2 separate regions of the Mus musculus genome follow, and region 2 is linked to region 1. Evidence: chromatin contacts called from public promoter capture Hi-C data. All regions are on one chromosome and are shown on one strand. The core of a region is the stretch at or near the end of the contact, and the rest is flanking DNA. Distances in the headings are between cores, read along the strand shown. Region 1 overlaps Gm34455 (a long non-coding RNA gene). Region 2 overlaps Gm17382 (predicted gene, 17382).

Evidence for each region. Promoter capture Hi-C pulls out the DNA fragments that hold promoters and counts their contacts.
Region 2: a promoter capture Hi-C map of hippocampal neurons shows a contact between it and region 1, with 4 times the contacts expected there. The contact joins two enhancer-like sites. A contact is called at or near these places in 13 of 39 promoter capture datasets (the 3T3-L1 cell line, 3T3-L1-derived adipocytes, the HPC-7 cell line and 8 more), 2 of 15 datasets of contacts at CTCF or cohesin (both in embryonic stem cells), 17 of 484 Hi-C or Micro-C datasets (the 63-12 cell line, the HPC-5 cell line, the HPC-7 cell line and 9 more) and 6 of 115 datasets of contacts at active chromatin or transcription factors (the NIH/3T3 cell line, embryonic basal ganglia, embryonic stem cells and 3 more).

Annotation. Positions count from the first base shown.
Region 1 is chr17:26,464,366-26,468,112 of GRCm38.p6, reverse strand. Gm34455 (a long non-coding RNA gene) reads left to right here. Exons shown (of 3, transcript XR_876694.2): 3 at 1-459. Among named protein-coding and RNA genes, the nearest start is that of Gm34455, 38 kb to the left of the region's middle. Within about 2 kb of position 1,257, at least 55 of the 459 cell types and tissues checked have an H3K27ac peak or open chromatin away from gene starts, as enhancers often do.
Region 2 is chr17:26,858,524-26,862,632 of GRCm38.p6, reverse strand. It overlaps Gm17382 (predicted gene, 17382), which reads left to right. Exons shown (of 3, transcript NR_168075.1): 3 at 1,042-2,456. Among named protein-coding and RNA genes, the nearest start is that of Nkx2-5, 19 kb to the right of the region's middle. Within about 2 kb of position 1,517, at least 34 of the 459 cell types and tissues checked have an H3K27ac peak or open chromatin away from gene starts, as enhancers often do.

The DNA of each region.
Region 1 (3,747 bases), core at 8-2,507:
TACGGCACAACAGAGTACCTGCACTCTGCACAGGCTAAACTCTGTCTTTTCTTTCTTTCTTTTCCTGGTTGCTTATGGTCCCTGATTTGGCTGAGGGTCCTAGTTTCTTCGTCTGAGAACCCAGGAACTGCTTCTCTGTGTTTGTGGCTATATGGGCTGTGGCAAGCTGATGCACCCTTTAGTCGGCATCTTGGAAAAGCATGGCACCAGCCTCCTTGGATTCCCAAGACATCCCTGGCTGCCCAAGGGCCTTTGAGGATTGCACCTCTGTGTGGATTCCCTTGTCCTTGGCCACTTCCCTGCCTCCTCCATGCCTCCCGCTGGTCACCCTGTCATATCACCAGACGGATGCTTGCCAGGGCCTGTGAAGAAGTTCCTGAAGAAGTTCCTTTCTGGGCTGTCAGATGGCTCAGTGGGTAAGAGCACCTGACTGCTCTTCTGAAGGTCCAGAGTTCAAATCCCAGCAACCACAGGTGGCTCACAACCATCTGTAACAAAATCTGACTCCCTCTTCTGGAGTGTCTGACAGTGTACTTACATATAATAAATAAATAAATTTAAAAAAAGAATTAAAAAAAAGAAGTTCCTTTCTTCCTTTATTATTGACTGTTTTCCCACCATCACTTGAACACTCCAAAAGACTCCTCTTGTGTGCTGCATACTGGCCCTGGAAAAGAACCTGTGTGGGCTGGAGAGATGGCTCAATAGTTAACAGCATTGACTGCTCTTCCAGAGGTCCTAAGTTCAATTCCCAGCAACCACATGGTGGCTCACAACCATCTGTAACCAGATCTGATGCCCTCTTCTGGAGTGTCTGAAGACAGCTACCATGTACTCATATATAAAATATAAAAATAAAGTAAAATTGTTTAAAAAAGAAAAGAACCTGTGAACTGTTCCTGTAATTCACACAAAGAGGAAGAAAAGCAGGAAGAGGGTGGAGAAAGTGAGAGAGCCCTGGATGCAGAGGGCTGTGGAGAGCCAGGCAGGGCGGCGGGAGGAGGGGTCTCCAGGGTAAGGCTCCCTCTGCTTCTTCCCACAGGGCTGGCCCGCAGCCTTGCTAGGAGCAAGGGCCTATGGGATTAGTGGGCAGGAAATTCTCCAGGAGCATCAACTTCTAAATCTAGTTCCTCACCACCAATGGCATGAAACTCTGTAAGGGCTTGGGGGTGTAGCTCAGGGTGGAACGGGGTGGGGTGGGGGGATTGCTAACAAAATCTATAAAGCATTTGAGAGCAAAAGTCTGTGTGCCAACAAGGGACTGATGCTGCCACCTGCTGGACACCCAAGGAAGGGGCTCTCAGGATCATTCATGGACCCTTCCCTGGGTCTGGATGCCAGTTTATTGATGCTTTGTGAGATGTACTAGGGTCTTTAAAGATGTGATGTCTTCATCAGTAACTGGGGGAGGGGGGGCTCCCGAATTTTGTAGCATACCGGGGAACTCAGGCTCAGGGGAAAGATGGGTATGGACCAGGTTGCAAGTTTTTGGGGGCAGCCAACCTCGAGTCTAATCCAGGCTCCAAAATGGGGCTAAGTGATGTCCTAGAGGAAAATGAGAGAAAATGGAGGAGGGCAGACAGCCCAGTGAGGGCCCAGCTGGCCCCATGGCGGCCCCACTCCTGGTCCTTCCCTCCCAGGTGCTTGCTGTAGGGGGCTCTGCCTTCCTAGGGGGGGGGTTCATGGACCCTGTGTCAGTCCTCCATGCCAGCTCTCCTTCAGTACCAAGCTTGGAAATTCAGTCTCATAGGGTGAAGAACCTTGACAGTGCCTTTCCAGGCATGTGGGACAGAGGACACCAGGACTCCAGCTTTGGATTCCAAGCAGTCTATTATAGAAAGGAGGCCAGACTTGAGCCAAGTTCCTACAGCCTATGTGGACACATTTGAAACCAGAGGGTCAGGCTGGAGAGTGGACCAGGAGACCTTCTATGGGGTAGAGGTGGGGAGGGGTCCCTGAAACATCTGCTGGGGTCAAGGGCATGACCTAATACTATTAGGGCATGCTTCCAATGGAAGGCACATTCCTGATGCTAGTGAGGCCTGTGCTCTCCGTTGGACTCTGCTGGTCCCCGGCTCCATGAGCTTAGGCTGTCCCTTGGCCTGCTTATCACGCCATACAATGTGGTCAATAGTATTTCTAATTTCTCTAGGCTCAGCCAAGAATCAAGATCAAATGTGCATAGAGCCTCAGGCACGTAGTAGGCCCTCCAAGCATGGGGCATGAAGGGCCCTACCAGTACTCAATAGTTGCCTCAATGCCTCTTCAAAGCTGAAAAGCAGGCCTTGTGTTGTGATGCTGCTGTATAACAAGGGAAACTGAGTCACTAGACCAGGAAGTGCCTGAGTCCAGGCTTCAGCCTGAGTCACAGCATAAATGCTGGACAAACTCCTCCTCACCACCCCTGGAAATACTTCATGCTCTGTGACTGGCTTCCTCTCCTTCCCTGCCTTGCCAGCCAGGTAGATGGTGGCAGGAGCTGAAGGAAGCGAGGGCATGCTTCACCCCAGGAGGGGCTTGGATCTTTCTTGAAGGCAAGGTTCTCCTGTGGCTCTTTCAGTGAGGAGAAGGCTCACGGTTGAGGGAGGGCTTCTCTCAGACCTGATGGGTACCCTTGCTCCATTAGCATTGCCGTTCCCTTATACACACGGGACTGAGACTTGCAACGTGTTTGCCCAGGTCCTACAGCTGTGTTGTGGCAGGACACGAGTTCACCCCTGCAGCACCCCACAGAGAAAGCTGAGTGGGCTGTCACAGGTCACCTCAGCTCCCTCAGAGCAGGCTAGCTCAGAAGCTCAGCAGGAAGCCCTTCCCATCCCATCTCTTCAGAACTGGGACAAGTTTTGACGTCAGCACATCCACATTCTTGCCCTCTAGCCCTGGGTGGGGTTGTTGATTTCCTCCCTCCAATGTTGGTATCACAAACAGGAAGCTGGGTCATGTGGGCAGGCCTGGGCTGAGGGCTCACGGGGGACAGGGTCACGCTTCCCGCCAGCTCTACATTTCTAGCAGGCGGTCTATGCTTCTGAGAGGTTGGGAGTCTCTGTTCTAATGTGACAGAGGGCCATACTGTCTCCAGAGCTACTCGGAGGGTTTCAATGACCACGCTACCTGCCTTGGTCCCCAGAGTGCTTACACTGGCCATGGTACGTAGCTTCCTGCTTCTGCTCACGGAAGAACAATAAGACCTTTGCCGATGGAGCACTGACGCAGGCTGCGGGCTTCATATGGGTCCTTGAATTCTTATCATCAGACTTTCATATCCTTTTACAGATTAGACCCCCAACACACTAACAGGTTAAGCCAATAGTTCGAGTTCCCACCACTGTGGGATTGGGTGGGGCAGGGATTTGAACCTACACAGTGTAGCCTAGAGCTAACCAGCACAGCCCCTCCCTCTTCCTCCTCAGCTCAGCCCCACTCAGGCTGTAATTCTGGAAAATGCAAACTTGATGGCACCGGTTTGGGGCTCATTTCCTCCATGGCTCCGTACTGCCCCAGGGCTTGAAAACCGTGGTCTGCGGAGTCTACGGCTTAACCTTCGCTGCCCGGCATCTACCTTGATTTCCCCCTTTAGATGCACCAAGCTAATCTGCTTTCCGAATCCAACTCCTTCACCTGCCAGGACTACCTTCTGTAGAGAGGAATCTCAGGGTATAGTGGGGTAAGCTTTGTACCTGGTCACAAAACCAGCCCCCATGAGTCTGTCTAGTCTGAAGCCTTCTATGGATACAGAGGTCCCCAGTG
Region 2 (4,109 bases), core at 268-2,767, 390 kb before region 1:
GCATCAGCTCCTGCCTCCAGGGTTCTGCCCTGTTTGAGCTCCTGCCCTCAAAAGACTATGATGTGGAACTGTAAGTTGTAATAAACCTTTCCTTTTCCAAGTTGCTTTAGGTTATGATGTTTTCTCACAGCAATAGAAACCTTAACTAAAACAATAGACAAGGGGATGGAGATGGCTCAGAGGTTAAGAGCACTGGTTGTTCTTACAGAGGACCCTGGTTCAATTCCCAGCACCCATATCGCAGCTCACAACCATCTGTAACTCCAGTTCCAAAGGATCTGGTAGCTCACACACAGTGGAGCCACCCTCTCCCCGCTGCTGCCCCAACAAAGAGCCTGAAAGCCCCAGGCTGCCCCTGAGCTTCACTGAGGCACCAGACTGAAGAATGACAACTGGCTCCCAAGCTCCAAGGCAGAAGGGGTGCCAGCCCCTCAGTGTGTACAATCCGTGCAAGCAAGATGAATTCGACCTCGAATTCTACCTCCAACAAAGCCACACAGACCAACCAAAGTGGCTCAGCAACTTTAAATATTCACCATCTCCAGGTCAGGCACCAATCAGCAACACTATGGTAATGTATACTGATGCTTCCCCAGGCAAGAGTTTGTGAGCAGCAGCCAGTGTTGGGGACACCCTGGCCGAGACACCAGACAGAGAGTTTAAACACAGGATAGCAGAAGTCAGAGGGATCCAGAGCCTTTTCCACTCTTGGTACTTCTGTTTGAATGTATCAAGAGGCTGCATAAACATATTATTTACAGTACAGATTCTGTTGTCTTGAGAATTGAATCTGAGTGTACTGGATGACAGCTAATAGTTCTTCTAACTTTAAGCTTCTTAGGTTCTGTCTGTTAAGTGTGGGAGAGTCCAGGGCACTACTGGCGCCTAAAGCAATCACCATTCTCACACTTAAGCTGGCTTCCTAGCACAAATCGTTTCCTGCATAAACAGCCCAGCACCTCCCGATGAAAACTTTCCATTTGTCTCCTTAGTCTTGGGCGGGGCTGGGGGAGTTACTGACCTTTTATTCCTTGTTGCTAGGAGAAAACGGTGATGACATCTTTTTGGCTGGATGGAACTGATGGAAGATTTATGGAGCAGCTGAGGACTGTCAGAGCCAGACCCAGCAGATTTCCTAAGAGAATGACCATGGCCTTTTCATCAGCGAGCACACTGCCTTCTGAAATGGTCTAACATGAGAGAGAGAGAGAGAGAGAGAGAGAGAGAGAGAGAGAGAGAGAGAGAGAGAGAGAGAGAGAGAGAGAAGGAGAGGGAGAGGGAGAGGGAGAGGGAGAGAGGGAGAGAGAGAGAGAGCCCTATCTAACCAGCCATCAGTGAGGTTATCCCTGTACCCCACAGCTGCTGCCACCCAATCTGAAGGTTCCCGCTTCTGCTCTTGAAGTATTTATTGTATGTGACCACACAGAAGTCCTAGCTGTCACCCACCGTCAAACCCCCTAGCCCCAGTCTGGGACCCAGAGCCCTCCAGGAGTGGGAAACTTCATCCTATACCTTCTCAGTCACAGGGATTTCAGAAATTAGTCACAGGAAGCAGGGAGGCCGAGAGTGGAGGCTTCCAAGAGGAGCCAGTAACAGGATCTGGGATCTTTCACCCCAGGTCACAGAAGCTTAGACTGTCCCCAAGGTAGAGATGAGTGGTCAAGGATGGAACCGGCCTTCCCAAGGCTTCTGCCAGCAGCAAGAGCTTTGGGGAGATGGAACCTATAGCCAGGCAGTCGTCCCCTCACTGACTGCTCTCTCCCGTATCTCAAATGTCTGTCCTAATACTCTCAACTCTGAGAGACAACAAGGGGTTGACTGGAGCCCAGAACCCAGCATGTATCTGAAACAAAGTCTTGACCTGACTTCCAGCCCTCCCCTCATGAATGAACACTGTTGCATCTCAGAGTACTCTCAGACATCCCAGAATTGTCACTCACAGACATCTCATGTGGACAGACAGTAAATGATAATCATTCTGAAGGTATGGAAAAGTTGTGGGGTGGTAGAGGCAGAAGGCACTGGGTTCAATCCTCTATATGGAGAGAAAGATGATAGATAGATAGATAGATAGATAGATAGATAGATAGATAGATAGATGATAGATAGATAGACAGACAGATAAATAGATAGATCAGAGACACACACTAAATATCTACCAACAGAAAATAGTTTAGGGCTGGTGAGATAGCTCAGCAGTTAAGAGCACTGACTGCTTTTCCAAAGGTCCCAAGTTCAAATCCCAGTCACCACATGGTAGCTCACAACCCTCTATAAGGAGATCTGATGCCCTCTTCTGGAGTATCTGAAAACAGTTACAGTGTAGTTACATATAATAAATATATCTTAAAAAAAAACAAAATAGTTTAATAAGTTCTGGTTTATGGATAGGGAATACCATGCATCCATTTTTAAAAAATTGATGTATGCTCAATAAATGTAGCAGTCACCCCTCATCAAAGAAGCCTTTCTTCATAGCAAATGGAAACCAGCAGACAACCACAACTGGACACTGCAGAAATCAGCAGATTGTGGGAGCCATGCCCCAGTGGATACATTATATCACAGCTCCCGAGTCTGTGCTTAGGGGAGCATTATGGGAGAGGGGGCAGAGAGGGTAAAAGCCAGAATATGAGGAAGCCTGCTGTGGAGCAGTCTGCCCTAGAGATGGCTGCATGAAGAAGACCTGAACAATGTCAATACCAGTGAGCACGTTAACAGGGAAGGGGAAATTCCACAGGGTCTTATCCTTAGACAAAGAACTATAGGCACCTAATGCCTGCTGGGAGAAGCATTTTCCCCTTCAAGAGACGAGCCCCTTATTGGTTGTCCAGCGTAAAATGGTAGCCTTGATACACACCAAGACTCAGCAGGTTGTGCTTTTATTTATATATTTGTGCATACACGTATTACATACACACAAGCATATGTGAGTAGCAATAATAATCAAAGAAAAACAGGCTTATCAATACTGATTAAAGAAAAAAAGGCTATCAGGCTCGAGGAAGACATAGGAATGATTCACGAGAAGGTATCTGGGAGCAGAGGGAGGAAACGGAGAGGAGAAAGTGATGTCATTCTATTTCAACTAAAAATAAGGGGCTGGAGAGATGGCTCAGGGATTAAAGAGTACTGGCTGCTCTTCCAGAGGTCCTGAGTTCAACTTCCACCAGCCACATGGCTGCTCACAACTGTCAGTAACCCCAGTTCCAGGGGATTCAACACCCTCATGCAGATATGCACTCAGTCAACACACCAATACATATAAAATAAACATAAACAAATCTTTTTAAAGATAAAATAAATTTAAAATCAGAGGAAAAATAAGAAACAATCAGTGAAAATGGAGCTGTAGAGATGGCTCAGTGGTTACAAGCACTGGCTGCTCCTCCACAGGGGTTAACTCCCAGCACCCACACAGCAGCTCAGAACGGTCTGTAAGTCCGGTTCTAGAGAATCCTATATCCTCACTTAGGCATACATGGAGGCAAAACACCAATGCACATAAAATAAATGAGTAAGTAAATTTTAAGAGCATATTCATAGCTGGGCATGGTGACACATGCTTTCATTGGGGGCAGAGGCAGGTGGATTTCTGTGAGTGAGTTTGAGACCAGTCTGGTCTACTTAGTTCTGGACCAGTTAGGGTCACACAGAGAGGCAGGAGTGAATATATTCATGACATATATAATTTTAACATAATAGGAATCTTGGCTGTGTGATGGCGGTACTTGCCTTTAATCCCAGCACTTGGGAGGCATAGGCAGATAGAACTCTGAGGTCAAGGCCAGCTTGGTCTACATATGGAATTCCACAGTCAGGGCTACACAGAGAAACCCTGACTCAAAAAAACACAAACAAAAAACAAAAAAACAAAAGAAAGGAAAGGAAAGGAAAGGAAAGGAAAGGAAAGGAAAGGAAAGGAAAGGAAAGGAAAGGAAAGGAAAGGAAAGGAAAGGAAAGGAAAGGAATCTTGAATGTTGAAAGTTAAGGAGCATGAATTTGAGATAAGAAAGTAAGTGTTTATTATTTTCCTCTCTAAGGGGTTATTTTTATTTTATTCATATATGTATATATTCATGTTCACACGTATGTGTGAACGTTTGTGT